Regions from separate parts of the Sus scrofa genome. Here regions 2, 3 and 4 are each linked to region 1. The links are chromatin contacts, called in public Hi-C and HiChIP or PLAC-seq maps. All regions are on one chromosome and are shown on one strand. Each heading gives the region's core, a stretch centred on a gene start, on an enhancer-like site or on the middle of the called end of the contact. The rest is flanking DNA. Distances are from core to core; before and after follow the strand shown.

Region 1 (3,055 bases), core at 339-2,838:
CTATGCATATGGGGCTGGTGGAACGCTGCTGTTTCATTTCTCTTAACTCTCTCTTCTGAGACTGTATTCCTCCCTCCGCTCCTCACCACCCCCATCCATTTGCAAAGATGCAGCAGCAGCCCTCCAGAGATTCCCATTTCACAGACATTCCAAAGGGATGGATGAGGTGAGCTCAACCATTTAAATTTTGGGGTTTCCCTCGAGAGAATGAATGTAGGAGGAGCAGGCTGTGACCTAGAGGAAGCACATGGAGGTGGTAAGGGGCTTCAGGGGTCTGCGGGGAGAAGATATAGCCCAGTACAAGATTGGGCGAAGGGGAGGCACTGCTGAACTTCCTTTCCCGTGTTTCGTTGTTTCCCCTCTGTCGCGCCAGCACACCCATCTGAGAGCCGGCCAGGCTGAAGTCACCCCAAAGGAAACGTTGCAGTAATAAGAGTCACCTGCCTTTATTTAGATCTGGCTTTCCTGCCCTTCCTTTCTTTCCCCCCAAATTTATGAATGGAAATAGATAAGGAGAGGTTGAATTGGCCAAGGCCATAGGTTGCATCTTGATTTTCTGGTCTCTGGGAAAGAGGCAGGGAACCATCTCCAACTGGAAATCTTAGGCTTCTATTCATTGTACCACTTTATGTTACTCAGTACATTTTGTTCAAATGAATTGTGCAAATAAGTTATTTCTAGTGCTCAGGGCATAGTCTGTGAACTGATCTGTCTGTATCTCATAAATTTTCCATTTGGATGATCAGAGCAGGGCAGAAGTTTCTCGCTGTGCTATTAAGCTACAGGCAACTGTTGTCACTGGCTGACCCTGGGTTGTAAGTACGTGGGAACTTGGTGGAGGGCTTCACAGAGGGAAAGGAAGGAGTTAGCTCTGTGAAGTCTGCCTTTGGGTTGGTGGGGAGCTCTTTGTAAGTGCTTCTGTTTTAACGACTTTGCCAGAGTTTCATCTTATCCAGACAGATACACAGCAAAGGAGAACTAATTTGGGCAAGTAGAATTGGTGGTAAATCTGAATTTTATGGAATGTGTTCAAAGGGATGACAGGAGTTAGAACTGCTCACAGATCCCTGCCAGGTAGAGTTTCCGCAGGACCTTCTGTGATGGAAAAAAAAAAGATAAGGGTAATTTCGATTAGCACATTTGCCACATAGATGGGTGCTGTCGATGTGCTTAAAGATGTGTGTTTTCAATTACAAATGTCTGTGTGTTTGACTTTTAATTGGCTAAGCAATGTGCTTCTTTATGAAGATCCATTTCCGGTTTGCTCCTATTGAAGGTATCACAATCTCATATTTGAACAAATGCCAGACGGATGAGTGTCCTAGATAGTGAGCCCTTGTCCATCCCACTATTTGGCTCCAGCAGTGGTTTCATGAGAAAATAATGGTACTAAAGCTGTGGCTTAGAGCCCTGAGAAGCAGTTTCAGCCATGCCTAGGAGGCAGAGGTGAGAGGGTATCTCTCAGCCCAAGGCAGCGAGCTGTGTGCTCTCTTCAAGCCCTGCACTTCCACATGTTCAGATACTCAGATTTAGGCTCAGCCCACACGGTTCCAAATGCAGCCTCACATAGAATTGCCAAGGTAGACACGTCTCGGAGTTCCGGGAGAAGGATGGAGAATGAGCAGCTTACGTGGTGGAGGCACACATCTAGGAGATGCTAAAAAAAAGTACCCGCCAGAGACTGACTGGCTTTCATAAAGTGAGTGCACCAAACTTCCAGTTAGTTGAGCAGAGCCTGGGAGCCCAGAGTCCCTGGATTGCCCAGCCTCAGGGAGCAAGTTCACTTCTTAATAGTTTCTTAGCTCTCCTCCTACTTGGCAAACCGAGAATCTGACGCAACACAGAGGAACAGTAAAAGTCATGTGAATCTGGAAATATGCCCCCTTTCCAGGCATTTGTTTAGAGTTTCCTGGCATTGGATTGTTTAGAAGGCAGTATTGCAAGAGAATGCACATTTTTTACATAATACTGTGGTTGAGAGCAGGGTTTCCTACCAACTCCCTGATTATTTCACTAAGTAAGGAATTAGTCAGAAGGCCATTGAAAAATCTTTTATTTTTCTTATTCATGTGAGACTGTGGTGGTTTGCCTGTGCTCGATATCATTGATGGCTAGATTCCCCCTGTGGAATTCTTAAAAATAGGGTCATGAATGTGTATAAACCTTAGCTGATTTCTATCTAGGATGAGGAGAAGGTAGTTGGTTAGGGTGAGCCATTCATGTAATTAGCCATCTAATCGCTAAGCACCCGGGCTCTGTTAGGTCCAGGAAGGGATTCAGAAGCAGACCTCAGGCCGCTCAGAGAACCAAGCACATAAAACAGTGTTGAATCAGCTTGTCTGTGGTAATGGCACTCACCCATCTTGGTAAATCAGACAATGTTATTAGCTAAGCAGAACCAAGATCATATTATCTATATCTATCGATAAGTCTAATTATTCAGTCATTGTTAACTGACTGACTGTTATATGCAATCAATAAGATATTCTCTTAAGGACTGAGACAGTCCAATTGAAGAAGTAGGGTAGAAGAATAACACTGGGTTAAATAACCCTCTCTGCCTTCACAGTGTAAGCCAATGGCATAAAGATATAATGTACAGGATATGATTAATCGTCACATGGGTGCTTCAGTTACTGCCATGAATTCATAGGAGGGAGTTTTCTAAATACCCTCTTCCTTAGAAAAGGCATCACCAAGGAGGAAGAGAACAGGAAGTGTCTGATGCATGCAGAGGAGGGCCTTGGGGAAGAGTCGCCAAGACGTTTTAGGAGTGACCAAGGGCAAGGAGGGGTTGCCATGTGAAAAGAAATCAGCTCAAGTAGAAAATAGTGAGAGCGGGTCAAGTTTAGACTACCAGCCTGAGCTGCTCGAAGTGGAATCCCTAGACTAGCAGCACTGGACCACCTGGGAGCTTGTTAGATATGCAGAACCTCAGGTCTCAGGCTAGACCTACAGACTCAGGATTTGGGGGGCCTGGGGTCCAGGAATCCGTGTGGGTGTTTTACATGTCCACTTGATTTTTATGTGTGCTAAAATTTGGAAAGCATGACTA
Region 2 (3,055 bases), core at 277-2,776, 250 kb after region 1:
CAAGCCTGACTAGTATCCATGAGGACGTAGGTTTGATCCCCAGCCTTGCTCAGTGGGTTAAGGATCCAGCATTGCCGTGAGTTGTGGTGTAGGTCGCAGACTCAGCTCAGATCCTGAGTTTCTGTGGCTGTGGCCTAGGCTAGCAGCTGCAGCTCCAATTAGATCCCTAGCCTGGGAACTTCCATACGCCTCTGGGGTGTGTGGCCCTGGAAAAGGAGGGGAGGGGCACACAAAGGGGAGTGCTGTGCATGCAGGTGAGGGTGTCAGTGTCGCAGCCTGTGCTGGTGGCTCTTTCGCCCCAGGAGGCCTTCTCCAGATGCCCCTAATGGCTGGCCCTGTATTGCCCATGCTTCTGTGGAGGAGCGCATGGGTCGGTGCTCCTTTACCTGGCTCTCAAGACACACAGGCGTGATGGGCATAGTTACAGCATCCTGTCTTCTTTCCCCTCCCTTCCAAGGTTTACAAGGATACCTGTAAACCTTGAACAGCTGCTTTTGTTCCACAATCAGAGTCAAGATTAAAAGGCAAATGGGAGGGGCTAATATGCAAACTGCCACTACAGGCCAGTGCAAAAGCCAAATGATCCTAAGGGCAGGCTCTGAGGGTGTGGGGCTGGGTGGGGTGCAGGGCCGAGAGTTTTCACTCAGAGCTGGAAGTCAGGGGCAGAAGAGGAAACAGAAGGTGGGTAAAGGAAACAGAAAAGGGAGATAGGACCGAAAAAAAAAAAAAAAAAAGAAAAAAAAAGAAAACAGTCTCACCCATTTCACAATTTTCCTGAAGGTTCTTCCTGACCATCCACAGCTGTTGAACATTCTTCCTGCAGCCTGAGTATATGATGCTTAATCCATCCAAGGAGCTGGATGTTCTGTTTTTTAAAATGAGGCGTGTTGTAAAGTCAAAACAGTGCCTCTGCCCCAAATCTTGAGGGGCTTGAGAGGCGGCATGTCAACATTCCGGGAATCCCAAAATACTGATTTTCTGTCCAGATAACAGGCTGCAAAGCCAAACAAAAGGAGCAGCAGCCCCTGGTTTGGAAATCTCAGGAGGCAGGACAGACAGAGCAAGCTGGAGCTGGTTAGGTGAGGCCTTGAGCCAAGGACTGCATCGGACACTTTTAAAAAAAAAACAAACTTGTTTATTAAACAAGCAATACAGGTTTTTTTTTATAGAAGCATAAGAAAAATACAGATTCGCACTAAGAAAAAAAAAAAAAAATTCCTCCTAACCTCACTAACCTGAAACTGCTAACGCTTTTGAGGACAGAGGCAGGACAGTCACTGATGGATTCTGGGGCCCACCTGCCTGGTACAAAGACCCACTTCCCCATTCACCTGAGGAGAGGCTGCAGATGAATTACAGCAGCCCCCTCTTATCCACAGTTTCCATGCCCACAGTCAATCCCAGTCGGAAAATATTACGTGGAAAATTCTAGAAATAAACAATTCATAAGTTTTAAGTTGCATGCCACTCTGAGTAGCGTGATGAAATCTGCCACTGTCCCACCCAGGACGTGACTCATCCCTTTGTCCAGCATATTTGTGCTATATATGCTACTTGCCCACTAATGGAGGAGAAAACATAGTATGTATAGGGTTCGTTTGATGCTGTCCATTTTTCAAGCATTCCCTGGGGGGGCTTGCAACGAATCCCCTGCAGATAGGAGGGGACTGCTATAGAGTTCCCTTGTGGCTCAGTGGGTTAAGGATCCGGTGTTGTCACCTCTGCAGCTTGCGTCGCCGCTCTGGTGCTGGTTCAGTCCCTGGCCTAGAGACTTCCCCATGCCTTTACAGGCAAAAACAGAAAAAATAGATTACATTAAAAAGAGGGGACTACTGTACGAAGCCTCTGTGGACTTGCTTTCTCCTCTGTCAATTCGGGATCATAATAATAACTACTTCCAAGGGTAGTTGTCAGAATTATATAATGAAGCCAGTGCAGTAGTGCTTAAAACAGTCCCTGGAATATAATAAGTACCATGTCATACATGTGATAGCTGTAAGAATAATAGTTATTCGTATTTTATTAGATTGTTAGACTTTTTCCTATGTAATGTATAAGTGTTTTGCGTAATGCGTTTCTGCAGAAATCTGATTGCCGTCTACTCTTCTGTAACATTTCTATTTATATGATCATCTTTTCCTAGATAGAGTTGTTATTGATACTGGCTAACATCGACTGCTACCATTGGGATCAGCCTGGTGCCAAATAAAGACTACACATAATGTATCCTATCCAATCCTCACTTTAACTCTATGGAGCAATGCTGTATTACCATTTTATAGATGAGCAAATTGAGGCCAAACAGGTTAAATACTATACATGTGCACGAGCAGGCAAGTGGACCTCTGTCCTGCGGAGAGAAGGACAATGAGCAGGAGACCGGCTGGTAGCCTGTGCTGGCAGGATGAGAAAGGCAACGTGTTTTGTGCACAATGCTTTTTAACCCTCGGCAGGTGTGCGCTTTGGGACACCAGGCTCACGGGTGTCTGGCCAGCTGTTCTTGGACGCTAGTGGCATTTTTGATTTTTATGGCAGAAATCACTCTCTGATATGAAGTGGGATCTAGGGTCCAGTACTGGGCTTCTTTATTTCTAAGAGCATTTATCCAGAAGCAGTTCTTCATCTTGTTCTCCAGAGGCTTTAATACAGCCGTCCGGGCCCCTGGCCACAGCTTCCTCACACCTCCCTCTCCATCTGTGGGCATTCACCCCAGCCCCCTGATAGCCCAGGACCAGGTCCCAGGCACTGCCAGTTGATTGACTTAATCAGCCAGCCTTTGCTCAGACCGCGCCCATGTGCAGCCCCGGCATGGACTCCATGGCGTGCAGGAGGGGAAGGGGGTTGAGACCCAGCAACCTGATGACTCTGTGCGGCTCAGATGACCCATGTGAGGCTGCGTTGGCTCAGCGGGGGAGTCCGGCTGTGCCATGGGTGGGGGGCCCTGGGGATGTCATGACCAGGGGTGTGATGGGATGACAGTGACGTCCTGGAGACTAACTCTTCACTCTCAATGTAGGAGTAGCTCGGAGAGGAGGAAGGAGAAGTCCCGGGATGC
Region 3 (3,055 bases), core at 159-2,658, 210 kb after region 1:
CATTAGAGGGACCTTGCACTCAGGGGGCTTATAATCTAGTTGGTGAGTCCAGGGATTGCTAAGGGATTTGTTTCAAATAGCACGAGATGGTTTATGTTAATGGTTGTCCTAGCCCCATCTTTATGATGCTGCTATCTTGTTAGAAAGCTAGAGCTAGCTCAGATAACACATTTGAGCAAACTGTGGAAGATTGATAGTAATTGAGTGTAAATAAGAGTAAATAGATCCTGTGTGTTGTGAATAGGTAGAAAAGGAAGTGATCAGCATAGATGAGAGGGAGGTTTAATGGAGGGACATTGAGATCTAGGTCTTGAAGATTAGATAGAAGTTGGATAGGCGGATGGGCATGGACATTCTCGTGGCGGAGAGCAGCTGGAGTCAAATGTGGAGGTAGGAATAATCAGGGTGTGTGGGCCAGAGCTGGTGGGCGGGCTCCCTCCAGAGCTCCGTTAATGGATGGGAGATGGAGACCAGGCCCAGGCTGGTATTGGGAGGTCAGGGACAGTTCTTCTTAGGTCACGTTGTGCAGGACTTTTAGGGCTGCCTTGGGGTCACAGGAGCAGGACCTGCTTCTCTTGGGAATTTTAGAACCTAAGGGAGCTGCTTAGGGTACCTCTGTTATCTTCCAACAAGAGATGAAACCTGGCTGTGGTGTGAGCAGCAGTGGGCGGTTGGCGAGTGCCGTGGTTGTCCTTCATAAGAATGACCTCAAAGGCGAAGAACGTCCCCCTGCATCCCTTAGGAAGTCAGTAATCTGCAAATGTGCCCAGATTGCTGTGGAATATATTTCTTCTGTACCACTTCTGAGGGTAATACATGCCTCCCGGCACCCAGAGTGGGGGCACAGGGAGGGGACAGCTTACTATATTCTAAAGTATCTTCATCAGGCTCTGTGGAGGGGTGTGGTGCCCTCATTCTGTGTTCTCATTTTGATGGTAAAGCCTCTGTCCCCTTCGTAATTTGAGAGGGACTTTCGCTCTATCCCCTCTTGCCCTTGGTCATTGCAGAGTCTAGGTTTTTCAATCTGTTGAAAGATAGACAGGCCCTTCAATGCTCTACTCTTTGTAGGGAGAGAGACAGCCATGCTTTTTGTCAGTGTTTACTGGTCCCTGGTAACTGCATTCCCTGCACAGAGCTGCAGCTCAGCTGTTCCCTGACCTTCTCCTCTCGTGTGTATGGCTGCACATTCCCTAAAGTCTGAACTCTGGAGTTCTTGGACAGATGAAGCCAGAGAAAAGAGGAGCCATCTTTCCAGGGCCCCCTGGGTAGGGAAGCTAGGGCCCTTCCCTCCCCCAGCAGGCATAACCTTTCTCCTGGAGGTATTTAAAAGCGCTTGAGGTCATGGCTGGACACTTGTGAGCAGGGCCTTGGCCAGAGATCCCAAACCCCTGGAGAAGTTCCCACACCGGGGACCAGCAAAGGCCAAGCAAGTCACTTGAGCACACCCTGTCCAATGGTACTTCGAGGGAGGCTGCTGCTTCTGAAAGCTCTTGGCTTGGAATTTAATCTCATTGTGACAACTGCAGGACTCATCTTTTCTTACTTTCCCAACCCCTCAGGGATCAGTACATGGTTGTCGAGCTGGGAAATGGTTCCCCATCCCAAGGAGGATTGCATTGTTCATTGGTTTGTTCACATTGAGATAGATGCCCGCTCTGTGCCGGCTGCTAAACCTTGGGCCTGAGCCCAGCAAGGGCCCGCTGGAGCCAGGTGGGTGGACCCTTCCTTGTCCTGGAGGGCGGGCAGCAGAGAGCAGAGAGCCCAGTGCAGCCAGCCCTAGGGGTTGTCTGGGCCTCAGGCAGTCCCGGGGAGGTGGCTTCAGGGACATCCTAAGAAAGCCCATAGGCCAGGGAGTGGTGCTTATGAGAATCTCAACAGAGCTAGAAAGCGGGTCTGGCGTCTCCTTAACCACAGTTCCAGGTGAGTCCCCAGACAGGAAAGGAGGGTCATCTAAATAACCAAGCTGGGAGTTCCCGTCATGGCTCAGTGATAATGAACCCGATTAGGATGCATGAGGACGCAGGTTCGATCCCTGGCCTCACTCAGTGGGTTAAGCCTCTGGCGTTGCTGTGGGCTGTGGTGTAGGTCACAGATGCGGCTGGGATCCTGCGTTGCTGTGTCTGAGGCATAGGCTAGCAGGTGCAGCTCCTATTCGACCCCTAGCCTGGGAACTTCCATACGCTGCGGGTGTGGCCCTAAAATGACAAAAAATAAGTAAATAAATAACCAAGCTGCACCAGGCTGACCTGGGATGACACCGTCAGGGTAGGAAACCTGTGAACTCCCATGTCTATTCCTCTGTGGTTTTTCTTTTTCTTTCTTTTCTTTTTCTTTCCAAAGTATAAGTACCCTTGAAAAATAACAATTATGCCTCTGCTAAACTCCTAGCAAATTGTTTCTCCCACTTGGGTCGGTGAGGTGATGCACTTGGCGGTGGTGTGGTCACGGAGGCTGCGGGTCACGGAGAAGTCCTGGTGACCAGAGCACGCAGAGAGGGCCGAGAGGAGTCTGAGGGGACCGTGACTGTTGATTCTTTCTTTCCCGGGTCATTCATGCGAGCACATTCGAACCATTTTCCACACTCAGAATCGACATAAGCCTTGTGATTCTGGGCCACCTGTAGCTCTTGTATGGCTCCAGACATGACAAGGGGAATGACGTAACTTAATTCTCCTGGAGTTGGATCTTCTGGGCCAAGGCAGAGCACATGTTTATTTTGGAAAGGGACAAACGTTCACCCACTTGAATTCCTTTGCCTCCAAAATTAGCGTCAGGGGATGACCACAGGAGATCCATATTTCTTTAGCCCCTGTCTTGCCAGATTGCAAATGCCCCCAGGGCCACTTTTACTTCCTCTGTGTCCCCGAGAGCCAGCCTCCACAGGAGGTTCAGAGAAGCTCTCAAAGTCTCTAGGACTCTGAGAGACTGTTCTAGGTCTTTTTCTGACTTGCGTGACCTAGAAAGATAATTTACCCTCTCCGTAGGTTTCTCGTGCCTAAGCGGAGGCAGGGCACATTGTTTTCTAAGAGCAGTGTGAGTGCAAGTTTGAAATGGG
Region 4 (3,055 bases), core at 395-2,894, 160 kb after region 1:
ATACCTGTGTGTGGGAGGGGATGTATGTGAGGGTGTAATTTTTTTTTTTTTTTTGGTCTTCCTCTCCTAAATGTTAGCAGCTGAACACAGAGACTTTGTGTATTTTGCTTACTGCTATATCTCTGGTGCTTAGAAAGAGCCTGGTACAAAATAGGTATTTAAGAAGTGTTTACTGAATGAATGAGTTAGAAAAGGATTAGAACCTGCTAGAGTCCTTCCTTGGATTCTACCCTGGAAAGCCTCAGAAAGTCAATATGGCCAGAGGACAGAGAGTGGCCCAGTCATCATAATAATGGCATTTGACTGAGGAGCTTCAGCAGCCTTGCCAGGGAGATGGCTACATGACCATGTCACTGTAGCTATGTGGTATCCTAAACAGTGAAATATTTTCCATTGGATGGTTCAGGCTCCCTGAGACTTAGCTTTTTAGTTCATTTGAGGTTTTTTCCTGTTAGGTTTTTGAAAAGCCTAAATATGTCTCCTCTATTTGCAAATAGAAGGACCTAACCTAAAGAGAGGTATAAACCTACCCTCCATGCCAAGTCTAAAAATTCAGTATTAAGTTTAAGGTTATTTGTCTCCCTGGTTTCTTGACCAACCTCAACTTGTACCAGGTTTCAAAGAATCAAAAACAACAGAAGATAATGTTGTTTTTGATACAGGTTGATGTTATATGAATTTTTCTTCAATAATTTACAAAAAAAAGTATGTTTTCTCTAAATCATGTTGACTTTCTGGTCAAAGATAAAACTAAAATTCACATCACATAACGATGTTTCAAGGAATCAAAAACAACAGATAATGCTGTTTCAAAATGCTTATGTTACAGATAACGTATTTTCAAATAAGTCTTTCTTTGCATCTCTGATGTTGTCTTTGGCTTTCTTCGTAACAGCAGGGTGATTGGGTCTAAGGCTATGAATCCTGATTATGCCCAAGTGCAACATAGATTTTCTTTTTTTTTTTTTCCCCATCTTGAATTATTTCTCAGAAAAGGAGTCAATTATTGTCAGGTGCTATAAATGCTCTTATTAGCAGCACTCTTTAAATTATTCTTAACGATAAAGAGCGGTTAGAAGAAGAAAAATCCAGTGCTTCTCAAGCCTGGCTGGAGTCTCAGGTGCATTTTAAAAAGTCCTGAACATCTGGCCCCACCTGAGATCAATCATATCAGACTCTCTGGGGGTGGTGCTGGGCATCAGTCTTTTTAAAAAGCTTCCCAGCTTTTTCTGTGCGCAGTTAGGGCTGAGTATCTCTGCCTCTGAAATGACCTCAATCCTTGCTAATTTTGCCTGTTTATAAAAGTCACTGCTCAGAGTCAGTGCCCAAGGAGCTAAAGAAATTTAACTTGGATTTTGTCATTTTTCTTGGGGATATGTCTTCCGTCTCTTCTTATCCACCCATTCTCAGGAAACTGGCAAGCTTAGTCACACTGAGGTGTCAATGACTGAGATCAGTCTTGTGTTAGCCTTTTGACAGGACATTCCTTGCCTTGAACATGAGGTGACGGGTAGGGGGGGGGAGGCTTCTGCACCCACGCCCCTTTCTATGCTCTGGATACTAGCTGCCTCCCCTAGGGCCCATCTGGATCCCTGAGGGGAGCTCTAGGCCTTCCAACCGGAAAAATAGGGCATTCCAGGGCTGTAACTAGTTCTGGGCCTGGGAGCGGGGCAGTGTCCCTTTAATTTGCTGCTGGAACTGGGCAGCATCTGAGATCGGGACCTTTGGAAATATTTATCTGCTTGTTATTTATCTGGGCAGGGTGCGGGGGAGAGGAGAGGTCCTGGGAACTATGCCCAGAGCCAGAGAGAGTACAGGGAAAATTTCGCTAAATTTGTTTTAATAACTTTTACTGTACTTTTTTTAATTATAAAAGTAACAAATGCTTACTAGAGAAAACTTGGAATATGCACTAAAGTACAGAGAAGAAAACAAATAACCCATAATCCCCGAACCCAGAGCTCTCCAATGTTAAGAGTTTGGCATATTTCCATACAAAGCTCTTTTTTAAGCACACACACGTGCACTGTATGTAATTATGTATGATGCTGCATCCTGTTCTCTTTCCTTTAACATTATATCATGAGCACATTTCTGTGTCATCAAAAATTCTTTTAAGACATAATTTGGAATAGCTCCATAACATTCCCTCATTGGCTATCTCACAAGTTATTTAACTAATTTCCTATTGTTGGATATTTAGGTTATTTCCAAGTTTTCACTTTAGTGAAGAATAATGAGAAAAATCTGTCCACAATCTGCTCACATTTCTGATTGAATTTTAGTTTTATCTTTGACCAGAAAGTCAACATAATTTAAAGAAAAGCATACTTTTCTCTCTTTTTTTTCATAAACTATTGAAGAAAAATTCACAAAACATCACAGTCACCATTTAAACCATTTTCAAGTGTGGAATTCAGTGGCTTTTGGTACATGCACAATGTTGTACAGCCATCACCAGTGTCTACTTCCAGAATATTCTCATCACCTTGTACCCGTCACACAGTCCCTTTCTATCCTGCACTCCTCCCAAACCCTAAAAGCACGAATCTGCTTTCTGCCTGTATGGATTAAAGCCCACTATCCTTGTACTCAGGAATACCCCCAAACCTTGATTCACCTGTTGCCTAGGCTTGTGACTCAGCCTTCTTCAGCCTCCAAATCCTCATGTGTAAAACCTGAGCTCTTGACAACTTAAATGAGATACAGTATGGGAAAACTCATGGCACACAGTAGATGCTCAATCATTTTTTAAAAAATCACAGCTGAAATGGACTTTGGGAAATAATGTAATACAACCTTCTGTACAGAGAAGGAAACTGAGGCCATGTGGAAGAAAGTGGCCGGGCTCTTCCCCATGGAGCTGCATCAGAGAGCTTAGGTCTGTGCTGGTTTGCATGCGTGTTGTAGACTGCCAGTGCTCTGCTTTTTGTGAAGAGCACAGTCCCCAGTTCCAGTATTTACAGAGAGTCCTCAGGCCCAGAGGCCAGCAGCTTGCTGAGGCCCCCAGGGGTTCCAAAGCAGCTGGCCTCAGATTAGTGCTTGAGAACCCAGG

Evidence for each region. A called contact is a pair of places that touch in the nucleus more often than the background predicts. HiChIP or PLAC-seq counts read pairs in DNA pulled down with a chosen protein or histone mark.
Region 2: a contact with region 1 is called in an H3K27ac HiChIP or PLAC-seq map of alveolar macrophages. The contact joins two enhancer-like sites. A contact is called at or near these places in 10 of 47 Hi-C or Micro-C datasets (adipocytes, embryonic fibroblasts, epiblast stem cells and 5 more) and 2 of 2 datasets of contacts at active chromatin or transcription factors (alveolar macrophages and skeletal muscle).
Region 3: a Hi-C map of retroperitoneal adipose tissue shows a contact between it and region 1, with 2.2 times the contacts expected there. The contact joins two enhancer-like sites. A contact is called at or near these places in 6 of 47 Hi-C or Micro-C datasets (alveolar macrophages, embryonic fibroblasts, mesenteric adipose tissue and 3 more) and 2 of 2 datasets of contacts at active chromatin or transcription factors (alveolar macrophages and skeletal muscle).
Region 4: a Hi-C map of liver shows a contact between it and region 1, with 5 times the contacts expected there. The contact joins two enhancer-like sites. A contact is called at or near these places in 1 of 47 Hi-C or Micro-C datasets (liver) and 2 of 2 datasets of contacts at active chromatin or transcription factors (alveolar macrophages and skeletal muscle).

Annotation. Positions count from the first base shown.
Region 1 is chr3:94,454,169-94,457,223 of Sscrofa11.1, reverse strand. The region is part of intron 11 of PRKCE (protein kinase C epsilon type); the gene reads left to right. Among named protein-coding and RNA genes, the nearest start is that of EPAS1, 200 kb to the right of the region's middle. Within about 2 kb of position 1,588, at least 23 of the 83 cell types and tissues checked have an H3K27ac peak or open chromatin away from gene starts, as enhancers often do. A contact at or near this core is called in alveolar macrophages, liver and retroperitoneal adipose tissue, where this site is marked.
Region 2 is chr3:94,205,397-94,208,451 of Sscrofa11.1, reverse strand. It overlaps EPAS1 (endothelial PAS domain protein 1), which reads left to right. Exons shown (of 17, transcript NM_001097420.1): 2 at 3,017-3,055. Among named protein-coding and RNA genes, the nearest start is that of EPAS1, 47 kb to the left of the region's middle. Within about 2 kb of position 1,526, at least 6 of the 83 cell types and tissues checked have an H3K27ac peak or open chromatin away from gene starts, as enhancers often do. A contact at or near this core is called in alveolar macrophages, where this site is marked.
Region 3 is chr3:94,239,229-94,242,283 of Sscrofa11.1, reverse strand. The region is part of intron 1 of EPAS1 (endothelial PAS domain protein 1); the gene reads left to right. Among named protein-coding and RNA genes, the nearest start is that of EPAS1, 13 kb to the left of the region's middle. Within about 2 kb of position 1,408, at least 9 of the 83 cell types and tissues checked have an H3K27ac peak or open chromatin away from gene starts, as enhancers often do. A contact at or near this core is called in retroperitoneal adipose tissue, where this site is marked.
Region 4 is chr3:94,298,035-94,301,089 of Sscrofa11.1, reverse strand. The region is part of intron 1 of LOC106509830 (a long non-coding RNA gene); the gene reads left to right. Among named protein-coding and RNA genes, the nearest start is that of EPAS1, 46 kb to the right of the region's middle. Within about 2 kb of position 1,644, at least 9 of the 83 cell types and tissues checked have an H3K27ac peak or open chromatin away from gene starts, as enhancers often do. A contact at or near this core is called in liver, where this site is marked.